Linked DNA regions of Sus scrofa: region 2 is linked to region 1. Evidence: chromatin contacts called from public HiChIP or PLAC-seq data. All regions are on one chromosome and are shown on one strand. Each heading gives the region's core, a stretch centred on a gene start, on an enhancer-like site or on the middle of the called end of the contact. The rest is flanking DNA. Distances are from core to core; before and after follow the strand shown.

Region 1 (6,711 bases), core at 1,271-3,770:
AATTCAATTCCTGGCCTTGCTCAGTGGGTTAAGGATCTAGTGTTGCCGTGAGCTGTGGGTGTGGGTCGCAGACATGGCTTGGATCCAGTGTTGTTATGACTGTGGTGTAGGCTGGCAGCTGTAGCTCTGATTCGACCCCTAGCCTGGGAACTTCCATATGCGCAGGTGCAGCCCTAAAAAGAAAAAAAAATTACGGTCACTTTTGATGTTCATTTTCTGTTGAAGCTAATGATTTACTGTTCCACTTCTATGTATTTCCAATCTGCTTAAACAAATATTTGGATACATTAGTCACTATTACTCACTTGCCAAATCCTGAGTTCAGAATTTTGTGTTTTTTCTAAGATGAATATAAAACCACCTAAAAGTCAAGAAAAAATGTTCTGCCTTTGATAAGGAAAAATAAAAAGAACATTACAGTAAGGATACAGCCTTCACTAGAGCTATATGCATTCATGTGCAAAATTATTCAAATGAACCAAATTATTCTTAAACCATCACTATCAAATAATCAAACTCTGAGTTACTCTCAGAGTTCCCACAGTGGTTGGGTGAGTTACAAACACAACTAGTATCCCTGAGGATGCAGGTTCAATCCCTGGCCTCACTCATTGGGTTAAGGATCCGGCACCACCATGACCTGTGGCTCACTCGGGTTGCCCCGAGTTGGTGTAGTTGTGGTGTAGGTTGGCAGCTACAGCTCCAACTCCACCCCTAGCCTGGGAATTTCCATATGATGCAGATGTGGCATTAAAAAGACAAAGCAAGGGAGGAAGGGAGGAAGGAAGGAAAGAAAAGAAAGTTACTCTACCTGCACTGGCATTAATTTTATAAAGATGTCCAAACTCGTGGAGCAGTGTTCTCAAGTTTTTAATTAACACCGTCCTCTTTGAGAACCTTTTTCCATAAAAGACTTTGCTTTAGTACAGATAACCACTCCTCTTTGTAAGGTAGAAAGGAAGAATATTCTGTTCCTTTTTCCTGCCCCATACCTTATTTCTTCTCCTAGATGAAATGAAAAATTACTCCTGACAAGAGCAACAGAAAATTCTTATTGAGAAGTGTTTCTTTAACCTCGTATTTTCAGCTCTGCTAGGTACAGGGCCAGGAAAAGGCATACCGGATACATTCATTTGTATTAGCACATATTCTAACCGGGCCCAAATAACGTGCCAATTTTAAACAAGCTTCACCAACTTCAGAAACAAGGATTTTCCCCAGAATTTAAACGGGGGGATGAGTGAGAGGTTACAACAACCCAAATTACAAAATGAGATATTCCAGGGAGTTCCCGTCGTGGCTCAGTGGTTAAGGTCAGTGGTTAAGGAATCCGACTAGGAACCATGAGGTTTCGGGTTCCATCCCTGGCCTCGCTCAGTGAGTTAAGGATCTGGCGTTACCGTGAGCTGTGGTGTAGGTCGCAGACGCGGCTCGGATCCCGCGTTGCTGTGGCTCTTGCGTAGGCCAGTGGCTTACAGCTCCGATTGGACCCCTAGCCTGGGAACCTCCACATGCCGCGGGAGCGGCCCCAGAAAAGGTAAAAAAGGCAAAAAACAAAAACAAACAAAACAAAGAGATATTCCATAAAATTAAACAAGAACCGAATACAAACGCCTGACAGTATTATACTTTGTAACCCCACCACATTCCGCAAATTGCTTTCTCATAATTCCCTAAACTCTTTCATTCTAAATAAAAATTGTACAATGACTCCTTTGTGTGAAAAACAACGGTGAATTCAACCTAGAATCATCCGAGATTAAAGCGCCATTAGGTAACTATCAGGTCATACAAGGACAAAGCTGCTTACACCGATCTTAACAAAGTTTGAGAGGTGGAAGTGGGAACGCATGGATATAATAAAGATAAGCACGAGAAAGTGCGTGATACACAGAGTCAAACTAAAATCCCGGGATGGAGGTGGGTGACCTATTACCCAAATCTCAAGGTCAACAGGCCAGGAACACAAAATACTCAGAGCCGCAAGAAGCCTCAATTGATACCCGAACCTTAAGCCAAACAGGCGAGAAGCATAAATAAATCAATAAAACAAAGCTACTCTTCAAAAGATAAGCGGATGGCAGACGCAGAGAATGCCAGATACACACTCGCGTAGGTGCAATCGCTGGGTAACAAGCGGAAAGTACCAACTCAGCCAAGGCAAGGTACAGAGGTCAGTGGCGGGTCGGGGACTCAAGCGTGTGTAACACACCGCCAAAAGCAGGGGCGGCTGCCCTGGGGCAGCTCGGAGGTAAACCTCGCCCGGCCGAGGCCTGCGCCCGCGCGACTAAACTCCATGCGCTCCGTCTCTCGAAAGGGATAGGCCGCGCCACTTTCTGCTCATTCCTCCGTCGCTAGCCTTCTAGGCTTACCTCGCACTGGCCAGAAGAAGCACTCGAGCGCCCGGGGGCCGCCCGCCCCCCGGCCCAAAGGCCAGCGAGCTGCGACGTGCCTCACTCCGCCATCTTTGCTCCTTCTCAAGTCCGCCAACCCTGCGGTGGCCGTCTCCACTTGCCCCGCCTCTTCCGCTGACGCTAAGTACGGGTTGAGTTACGCCTCACGCAGGCGCACTCTTCTTCCGTTGTAGATTGGTTGGAATGTACGTCAATCAATAGCTCTTGACCCACTGTTTTCGTCCCTCTAGTAACGTTTGGTCTGAGAGTAGTAATGGCGGGGGAATACCTTTCGTAATTCATTTGTTAGGAATGTAAAATTATTTCCGCGTAGAAGCAGTGTCACGTCGTGGTAAGGCAGTCTGGGTAGGCCCCATGACTTTTTTTTCTTAAGTTTATTTGTCATTTGTCTTTCTTGGGCCACACCCTTATGTGGAGGCATGTGGAGGTTCCCAGCTAGGGGTCGAATTGAAGCTGCAGTTGCTGGCCTACACCACAGCAACAGCTACGGGGATCCGAGCCGCGTCTGCAGCTACACCACAGTTCATGGCAATGCCAGATCCTTAACTCACTGAATGGGGTCAGGGATCGAACCCATGTCCTCATGGATACTAGTCCTTAACCACTGAGCCAGGACAGGAACTCCCGCATGACTATTTTAAGCCACCCTTAAACTATGCTACTAATAATTTCCTTCTCAGATCCAAGAGTTTTTAATACACTAGGTAAACAGTTTAATAGCTCCAGTTTGTCTCTTGACTTTGACCCATTTTGACTCAAAGAGCCCAAATGTCAAACTGCTGTTTACAGCTCTGGTTAATACAGGAGAGCAGATTCGCCACTTTTCTTTGAGCGCCATTCTGTAGAATGTCAAACTGTTAATAACTGACACTTTTGTTTCTTCTTAAACCCAGCTGCAGGGCTTTTGAGATTCTCCCTTCGTGATTCTCCCAGGAGAGGCAGGAGTGTCATTGGGAGCGCCTCTTCTGGTGAGCGACCAGCGGTGGGCGGTATAGGTCCTCAAACACCTTCAAGAGTGTCACCTGAGCAGCTTCTTAGAAGCAGAGATTCCTTATGGCAGCAGTTCCCACAGATTCAGTTCCAGGATCTGAATCCACTCAAACTGTTTCCAAAGTCTATGCTCTCAAATTCCAAGTTAAACCACCTAATTATGTCCTCTAGAAAAAATAATATAGAGCCATTCAATTACAGGTCTTTAGCTATCTGAATACCACAGATACTAAATATTTTAATATAGCTACTTTACTTTTTTTTTCTCTAGACCAAAGCCCCGGTTCCTATACTCACCCTATAGTAAGTTACCTTAAAGCTTTCACCTTTTTGTTTCTTGGGAATATGTCATTTCGGCAATGTCCTTCTAAAAGGCGATGGTCTTCAAACTTTTGATATCTTAAAATATGTCTCTCTTACTTGCCATCTCTCTTTTTGCCCTAAATACAGGAATTTACATTTATCTTTGTTTTTGTTTGGGTTTTTTTGGGGGTTTTATTTGTCTTTTTGTCTCCATCGCCCTCGGCATATGGAGGTTCCCAGGCTAGGGGTCTATTTGGAGCTGTTGCTGCCGTCCTACACCAGAGCCACAGCAACACTAGATCTGAGCTGCATCTTCGACCTACACCACAGCTCACAGCAACGCCGGATCCTTAACCCACCAGCAGAGCCAGGGATCAAATCTGCAACCTCATGGTTCCTAGTCGGATTTGTTTCCACTGTGCCGTGACGGGAACTCCTACATTTATCTTTGTTAAAAATATAGGTTGTTGGAGAGTGAAATGGTTAAGAGCATGGACTCTGCAAACAGAATTCCTGGGCTTGAATCCAGGCTCTACCACTAACTAGCTGTGTGAGTCTGATCTTGTGGGGAGTGGGGGATCATTTAGCCTCTCTGGGCCTTAATATTCTCACCTGTAAAATGGTGACATTAATTGTACTTGCCTCTTAAGGCTACTGTGAGGATTAGAGTTAACAACTACAAGCACACAAAACAGTGCCTTGCCTATAATAAATGCCACATAAATGTTAGCTATTGTTGAACACACTATTAAATTACTATTAAGGTAATTTAGTCTCTAGTCTCCCATGGAGGGACTATATTAACTACTTTTATGGCTTTATGTTACTTTAAAATATTAATAAACACTATTTTTATGCTTTGTTTTTGGATTTTTTTTTTTTTTTTTTTTTTTTTGGTCTTTTCTAGGGCCGCTCTGTGGCATATGGAGGTTCCCAGGCTAGGGGTCAAATCAGAGCTACAGCTGCTGGCCTACACCACAGCCACAGCAACGCCAGATCCGAGCGAGTCTGCAACCTACACCACAGCTCACGGCAACGCCGGATCGTCGGGCCCACTGAGCAAGGCCAGGGATCGAACCCACAACCTCATGGTTCTTAGTCGGACTCATTAACCACTGCGCCACGACGGGAACTCCTGTTTTTGGATGTTGAAAAGGACTGACAGTAAAGCCAATGGTATGGCATGGAAGGTTTTCATTAAGTCTGACACTAATCTTTTAAAAAGTTTATTGAGATAACCCATTTGAAATGTACCATTTGGTGGTTTTAGTATATTCACAAAATTGTGTATCCATCAACATATTTTATAACATTGTCATTAATACCAAAAAAAAAAAAAACCTGTATACCCCTTGGTTGTCACTCATCAATCTCCCATTCCTCTAGGCCCTGGAATCATAAAATATTTGCCCTTTGGAGTTCCCATCGTGGCGCAGTGGTTAACAAATCCGACTAGGAACCATGAGGTTGCGGGTTCGATCCCTGCCCTTGCTCAGTGGGTTAAGGATCCGTTGCCATGAGCTGTGGTGTGGGTTGCAGACGCGGCTCGGATCCCTTGTTGCTGTGGCTCTGGCGTAGGGCAGTGGCTACAGCTCCGATTGGACCCCTAGCCTGGGAACCTCCATATGCCCCGAGAAGCAGCCCTGAAAGAGGCAAAAAGACAAAAATAAATAAATAAAATAAAATATTTGCCCTTTTGTGACTGGCTTATTTTACTTAGCATAATGTTCTTAAGGTTCATCCATGCCATAGCATGCATCAAAATTTCCTTCCATTTTCAGGCTGAATGATATATGACTATGTATACATCACATTTTGTTTTTCCATTAATAATGTGTTGATGGACTTAGGTTGCTTCCACCTTCAGCTATTGTGAATAGTGCTGCTATGAACATGGGTATACAAATACCTCTTGAAAATTATGCTTTCAATTTTTTGTGGTATATACCCAGAAGTGGAACTTCTGGATCATATGGTAATTCTATTTTCATTTTTAAAATTTATTTATTTAGTCTTTTTAGGGTCGCACTCACAGCATATGAAGGTTCCCAGGCTAGGGGTTGAACTGGAGCTCTAGCCGCTGGCCTACATCACAGCCACAGCAATGCCAGATCTGAGCTGTGTCTGTGACCTACCCCACAGTTCATGGCAACGCCAGATCCTTAACCCATTGATCGAGGGCAGAGATCGAACCTGTGTCCTCGTAGTAACCATTCACACTTAGCAAGATATGATTTGCAGATATTTTCTCCTGTTTTGTATATTGTCGTTTCACTTTTTTTTTTTTTTTTTTGTCCACACCTGCAGCATGTGGAAGTTCCCAGGCCAGGGATCAAACCCGTGCCATAGCAGCAGTCAAGGTTGCTGCAGCGACAGTGCCCCAATCCTTAACCCACTGTGCTACAAGGGAGCTCCTCTTTTCACTTTCTTGGCAAGATGTCATTTTATTTTCCTGTGGCTACACCTGTGGCATATGGAAGTCCTGGGCCAGGGGTCAATCGGAGCTGCAGCTTCCGGCCTTCATTACAGCCACAGCAATGCTAGATCCAAGCTGTATCTGTGACCTATACCACAGCTCACAGCAATGCCCAATCATTAACCCACTGAGCAAGGCCAGGGATTAAACCACATCCTCATGGATACTGGTAGGGTTTGTAACCCCTTGAGCTGCAATGGGAACTCCAACACTGATCTTTTAGATTCTTGGTGTGTGGCTATTCAACTACCATCTTTAACATGTCGAGTGTAATCCAACTCAATTTCCTCTACCTTAACCATGTGAATATTATGAGAGACCTGGTCATATGATTTGGGGCAAACGACATTCTATCTCACTGATCAGACACATAAATATAATAAAGGTTTGAAATAAGTGAAAGAAGAGTAATTTGGCATACTTAATTCTTTGCCACAAACATCATCCTGGTGATTATCAGATTCTTTTCCATGTACTCACAACCATGTAGTGACTTATTCCAAAATTCTGCTGAGGAATAATGTCAAA
Region 2 (6,711 bases), core at 1,876-4,375, 47 kb after region 1:
TTTCTTTTTAGGGCTGCACCTGTAGCATATGGAAGTTCCTGGGCTAGGGGTGAAATTGGAGCTGCAGCTGCTGGCCTATACCACGGCAACATGGGATTCGAGCCACATCTTTGCTGCAAGGCCAGATCCTTAATCCACTGAGCAAGGCCAGGGATCAAACCCACAACCTCAGAGAGGCTATGTCGGGTCCCTAGCCCACTGAGTCACAACAGGAACTCTTAAGATTACTGCTTTAAGAATCAACTATGCTGATGAGCACTAACTGGATACACTGGTGGCTCAACTTCCAGAGCAGAGGAATAACGGTGTACCAGGCCAGGGGAGGACAAGGGTAGAAGCCACTCGAAATGCCCTAGGTTAATTTATCCAAACATAATCAAATCATGCATGTATTAAGGCCCAATTCCAGTCCTCCTCAGGCCACCTCACAAGAACTCTTCCCTGAATTCTGAATGTGGGTACCACACAATTTCAGGTACCTAACCCTGTGGGCTTATCTCCACAACCAGGTTGTGGGCATCTTATGTCACCATCTGCTTTGAATACCCAGCATGGTACTGAACTAAGACACTGCAAAAATTCAATAAGTAGTTGTTTCATTAGGCTTTCTGACTTAATTCGTACTTTTACACTGGCTGTGGGTGATAATTCCCTCAGCTTGATTTACTTTTCAGCAGCTAGGAAAATAACTGCAGGAGTACTCAGTTCTCACAAGTCACATAGGAAAATAACCCAGACAGAGTTCTATAGGAACAGAGGCCCCTTTCATTTGTTAAAATGTAATAAAACCAGAATGGGATTACTGCTCCCTTCATCTTAAGACAAAAATTGCTTTTTCCACCTTCACTCTGATGCACACTCCCTCATTATATGACTTTTATTTTAAGCACAAACACTTTAACTCTGGTGTCACCTAAGAAAGTAGTTCTCACAGGATTTATCGTTGTGGTACAGCAGAAATGAATCCGACAAGTATCCATAAGGATGCAGGTTCTATCCCTGGCCTTACTTATTGGGTCAGGGACCCAACATTGCTATGAGCTGTGGTGAAGGTCACAGACAAGCCTCGGATCCCGAGTTGCTGTGGCTGTGGCATAGGCTGGCAGCTGTACCTCCAATTTGACCCCTAGCCTGGGAACTTCCATATGCTACAGGTGTGGCCCTAAAATAAATAAATAAATGAAATAAAATAAAGTAGTTCTTATATTTACAAGTGTGGCCAGAGGTCACAGCCACAAAGTGTTAAAATTCTTGCCCATATTTCCACTCTTGGAGTCAGAGTAAGTCATAAAATGACCATAAGGTCAAGTGGCCAAACATACTGCACATTATAAACAGCTAACTATTTTCTGTCATTTGTTCAAAATCATAAAAAGGACTACTTTGGAAGGTGGAGTTCCCATTATGGCTCAGGAGTAATGAGCCTGACTAGTATCCAAGACGATATGAGTTTGATCCCCGGCCTCACTTGGTGGGTTAAGGATCCAGTGTTGCTGTGAGCTGTGGTGTAGGTAGAAAACGTGGCTCAGATCCCTTGTGGCTATGGCTGTGGCATAGGCCAGCAGTTGAAGCTCCAATTTGACCTCTAGACTGGGAACTTCCATATGCCGCAGGTTTGGCCCTAAAAAATAAAATAAATATAATAAAAAGAACTACATTGGAAGGTGGTGAGCTCACCATCCTTAAAGTCATTATGGAGAGACTTAATGACCATGAGTTTGGAGATGCTGAAAGCAGTAAACCAATCTGAGAAGGGATGAGACTAGATAAATAACATCCCTTCCAACTTGAAGATTCTAGAAAGTTAAACAGCATTTAATTTATCTCAGGCCACCACTGCCTGAGTAATTCTGAAGTTACCCAAGCACTCACTATTATCTGCAAATGGACCATTCGGTGACTTACTTGTCATCTCATTATCAAAGACAGGTATCCTAAAACTCAGAACCCAGATGCTTCCACAAATCATGTAAAATACATGAGTCATAATGGATTAGTGAGAAGAGAAAATATCATACGCATTATCGAGGGCCAGCTACACAAATATATGATGTTTTCTGGGATTCTGAAATCCCAAAGCCATGTTACCCCTTTCTGGTTAATGAGGAAGAGACTGGATTATTAAAGTCAGTTCCTAAAACAAATTCACACTGAGATTTTTGGAGCACATCCAGTTTCTATGGCGACTGCATAAAGTAAACCAGCATAATAGAAATCAATATATCTGAAATCAGGACAGCAAACATCCTCAGTGTAAATTTAAAAAACTGGTAGTCACAGAATCCGTACTTTCTCTCCACAAGTTCAAAATGAAAGAAGTCTCACTCTCAGATCCCTGACTCTTTAAGGTCTCCCATCAGCAGGTCATGTCTTCCAAAGCCTTACTATACGATCTCACTTTCTGTATTTATTTTTCTAGCTGAGGCAATAATTTGTTTGATTTCCCACCGTTGTCAGTAGCTGTAACACCCTGCCCAGAAACGTCACAGAAACGGACAGAATGTTTTCTACAGGATTCCTTCAGAAATTTGAGGTTGTTCCAGAAAGATAAAAAATTCGGAGACTTTCAAGTGCAAGAGGAGAAAAGAGCGGGATTACTTTGAGCAGGACAACCCCACAGGAGCCAGAGCCCCACTCTGGGTAGCTGTAGCTGTAAGAACTGGTTCTCCATCATCCCCGAAGCTCTAGCGCTGGAAACTTCCCAGGAACCCCACAACCTCCCGGCACCCCAGCTTCAGACTTCAGCTACAGTTACCCTCCCTCCTGAGGCCAACCGGCGGCGCCCGGCCGCGTTGCCACCCCCTACCCGAACTCACAGCCAGTCTCCTTCTTGATCTCCTCGAGCTCTTCGTCCCGCAGTAACGTGGAGGCCCGGGACCCCATCACTAAGCCGGGAGCTCCTCCGGGAGCAGGGGCGCCTGAAGCGACAGCGGCTGCAGGAGAGAGGGAAGAAGGGGAGGAAGGACCGGGGTCAAAAACGGAGAGGGCAGTATTTCTACTGAGGGCCGGGAAGGGAACCCAGGGGTGGCGCGCGGAGAAGGGCGGCCCAGAGGCCCAGCCAATTGGGAGTGAGACTGCGCCCGGCTCAGGAGCCGACGTCGACGTTCCTAGCTCCAGCCCCCGAATGAATCAGCCCAGCGCCAGGCCAGGTCTAGCTCAAAACGGACCACGCCCCCGGAACCATGATGCCACCGGCCTTAAATGGGCAATGCCACTCTGGCCTTAGAGACCGCAATTAAAAGGGCAACGCCTTGACCCACCGTTTTACAACACGCAGACCTGTGACATACAGCGTAGCCAACCCCTTTATCACAGAACTCTAATTCTAGAAACCCCACCCTACAACTGGCATGGATCGCGGAGAGAAACAATCAAAATAGACAAAACGTCGCTTGGGTGAAAGCCAGGGCGTGTCTCCTGGGAACTGCATGCTGGGAGTTGCATCTCATTTTTCCTGCCTGGGGGGCGCTCGGGTGCCAGCTTCGGGGCCGCGCGCTGATTGGCTCCTTGGGAAACAGCCGGGACCTTCTGTTCAGGCCGGTTGGCGTCCGCTCCGCTGCGTCGGTGTCCTGCGCTGCGTACTTTTCTGTAATTTGTTTTTTTCTGGACTGTCCTTTGGTAACAGCCACCGCGGGCTTGGAACTTCCCGAGAGTTCTTCCTTAACAGCAGTCCCTCTTTTGTTAGTTCAAGACTGAAGCGCGAGGAACTCACCATTTGGCTGAAATAGGGACCAGATTTCCTAAACTTCCGTCGGAGAAAAAAAAATCTAACGGTGGAGGAGAGAATTTCTAGTGTATGGCCCGCAGTTTGTTTTTAAGTTTCTTATTTTGCCTTAAAGATGAGGGATTTTGCATTTTGTTCTCATGGCATATTTTTGTTTTCCTGAAAACGCTTAAAGCCACTTGTTAAATTAGTACACCCTGCCAGGTGAACCAGATCTTTAACTGTGGCTTCAGTGCCTTTACACCCCTTCACTCGATTGTTGGGCTTATTACAGAACAGATTTGAATTATGGAAGAACCAAATTTTGACCTCTGTCACTTAGTACCTAAGTACTAGAAGGCTATTTTAGCGAGCTGCCCAAGTCAACTTAGATTACTAGTTTTTAAGCTTTACCTAAGGCTTTGATAGATTGGCATGAGATCAAGTTTATAGTCTTACTGAGTTTGTTTTCGTGATTGACTTACTCTGTTTTGTCCTAATAATGTCTGCCGTCATACACAGAATGTAGCATTTTGGATATGCTCGTCTAGACCACAGGAGCTTCCTTTTATCCTGCGAGTATGAGTATGGTAGAAAAAGTTTGATGTCAGCGACATGTGTCCATTTTCTGAGTCTGCCTTGAAGCCTGTCTCTGGATCCTGACCTTACTTGTTCTTCCAAATTTTGAATCTTACCTTTTGCAGCTGTCCTCAAGGCTTTCTTTGCTTTGTGTTGTTTTTCTGATTTACTTTAACATTTCTTAAATTTCCTTATTGTCCAAGCATTTCACAAACTTGTTTCTTATGTTTTTAAAAATACAGATGATTATCTCTATGAAGGGCTGGTATTTCCAGTTTTAGGTTCGCTGTTATTTCTGTAAAAATTCCCCTTTGCCTGTTGGATTAGTGAGCAAAGAAGAATGGTCTTTCCAGGTGCTCTGGTGACTTGTTTTATGCTGTCTCTGAATGCATAACACCAGGGATCTCGTAGGGGTTTTAGTTCAAGTTTCAAGTTCTAGCTCTGTGACTTTGGGCAGGTGTCTTACATCTTTAAGCGTCAGTCCTACATCTGTAAATTAGGTAATTATTGAGGCATTAAATAATTTTTGTGAAAGCACTTGCTAGACCTTAAATTTTAAAATGTGTTTTTCTGGTTAAAAATGATAACTTCTCATCTTCTTTCTAGTTGAATTGGGCCTTATTTAGTCAATGTTTTATAGTTAAATAAGTTGCAAAATTCACTTGTTGTCTATGCCTAGTGTGGCAAAAGCAAGCCACTTTTAAATTTAAACCATTCTCATCTTCTTCCTAGTTGAACTGGGCCTTAGTTATTTGGTCAATGTTTTATAGCTAAAGTAAATGGAAAATTCACTGGTTGACTGTTCCTAGTGTGGCAAAGGCAAGCCACTTTTAAATTTAAACCAATGTAAATTTAAACATTTAGCTGGGGTTCTAAATGCAAAGACATCCAAATAACAGGATTGTTCTAAAAGATACTTTTTTTAAAAAAAAGGATTCATCTTTTAAATTACAGTATTACACTAAGGAACATAAGAGTAGGAGTTCCCATTGCGGCTCAGCAGTAACAAACCCAAGTAGTATCCATTAAGATTTGGGTCTAAGCCTTGGCCTCACTCACTGGGTTAAGGATATGGCGTTGCCGTGAGCTGTGGTGTAAGTTGAAGACGTCGCTTGGATCCTGCGTAGGCTGATGATGATGTGGCTATGGCGTAGGCCAGCAGCTGCAGCTCCTATTCAACCCCTAGCTGGGAACTTCCACACGTGTGCCCCCACCAAAAAAAGCAAAAAAAACACCCGAAACTAAAACAAACAAACAAACAAATGTAAGAGTATCTTCAATGAGTGATAGTTATTTCCAGGAGGTCAGTTTTTTCTTTGTACATTTCTGCATTGTTATTTTTGTAATGAGCATGTATCATTTTAAAAAAAAATTGAGTTTTACAGAACCAGTGTGGCATGGGGCAGTTTAATCTGTTAGGCTGCACAGCCTGGTTGGTGATATTACAGCAGCCCAAGCCCTGAGCTCTAGCTACAGTGTGGTGGAATGGCCCTCACAGTGACATGACAGCTGGATTGGTAATGTGTAAATTATGATAGTTTTAAGTCATTTATTCTTTGGTAACCAAATGTCAGACTCTGGAAGTGTGACTAATCTGGAAGAGGCTACATTCAGAAGAGGCTAGGTCCCAGACATATCTAGGTAAACAATTCATCACAACGTGTGGTGGCAAATATTTGCCGATATCAGTTTTTTTCATTTGTTCTTGTACTTTTTTTGGTTGATGTTAAGAGATGTATGTATGTGCTATTAAAAACCATCTAAATGTTCTTCTTATCCCATTTAGCTAAGGAATGAAAAGTGCTATTAAGCCATTTTATAGACAAAGAAGTCCAAGCCAAAGTTTTATAATTTTCAGTTTCCCATGTATAAATTAGAATTGGTACTTAAAATGATCCTTTTCTCATTATCACTCTAAAAAGATGAACAGGTTTGAATTACTCTAGTATTTTTATTCTTCTTGTCCCTTCCAGTTATGTGCAAAGGAAAAATAACTCTGTTCTTCCCACACTATTTTTTTTAAATAATGGATCTCTTTTATTTTCAAGTGTTTGGATACTTAAAGAAGATTACTTGAAGACTGCTTTTGGAATCAGGTAGTATGGATCCAAGCAGTGACTACCATTTCCTCAACCAGATTTTGTGGAGAAGAGTGAAACTCACATTGATTTGTGGCATCTTTGAGGGAGTGCTTCAGCATGTGGACCCTAACAAGATTGTTGTCCTGAAGAAAGGTCTCATTTTATTTTTCTTAATCTTCTGCCTTTTAGGAGACTAATAACAAAGTTTGGGGGATGGCTCTGGGCTCCCTTAGCAGCTGGGAGAGTGGCATTATTCCTATTTTAGGGAAAGGGTGGTGAGGAAGATTAGAATGCAGTTTTCTGTCACAGAGCAGTATGGCTATATATGCTGGCTTGTCTCCACTTCTA

What was found. HiChIP or PLAC-seq counts read pairs in DNA pulled down with a chosen protein or histone mark.
Region 2: a contact with region 1 is called in an H3K27ac HiChIP or PLAC-seq map of alveolar macrophages. The contact joins the promoter of CHP1 here to the promoter of NUSAP1 in region 1. A contact is called at or near these places in 1 of 5 promoter capture datasets (liver), 13 of 47 Hi-C or Micro-C datasets (alveolar macrophages, blood, embryonic fibroblasts and 6 more) and 2 of 2 datasets of contacts at active chromatin or transcription factors (alveolar macrophages and skeletal muscle).

Annotation. Positions count from the first base shown.
Region 1 is chr1:130,063,121-130,069,831 of Sscrofa11.1, forward strand. NUSAP1 (nucleolar and spindle-associated protein 1) reads right to left here and starts at 2,521. Exons shown (of 12, transcript XM_021097458.1): 1 at 2,373-2,521.
Region 2 is chr1:130,109,336-130,116,046 of Sscrofa11.1, forward strand. CHP1 (calcineurin B homologous protein 1) reads right to left here and starts at 3,126. Exons shown (of 7, transcript XM_013993169.2): 1 at 2,817-3,126. The coding sequence starts at 2,883. EXD1 (piRNA biogenesis protein EXD1) reads left to right here and starts at 3,126. Exons shown (of 11, transcript XM_021097534.1): 1 at 3,126-3,794; 2 at 6,331-6,516. The coding sequence starts at 6,384.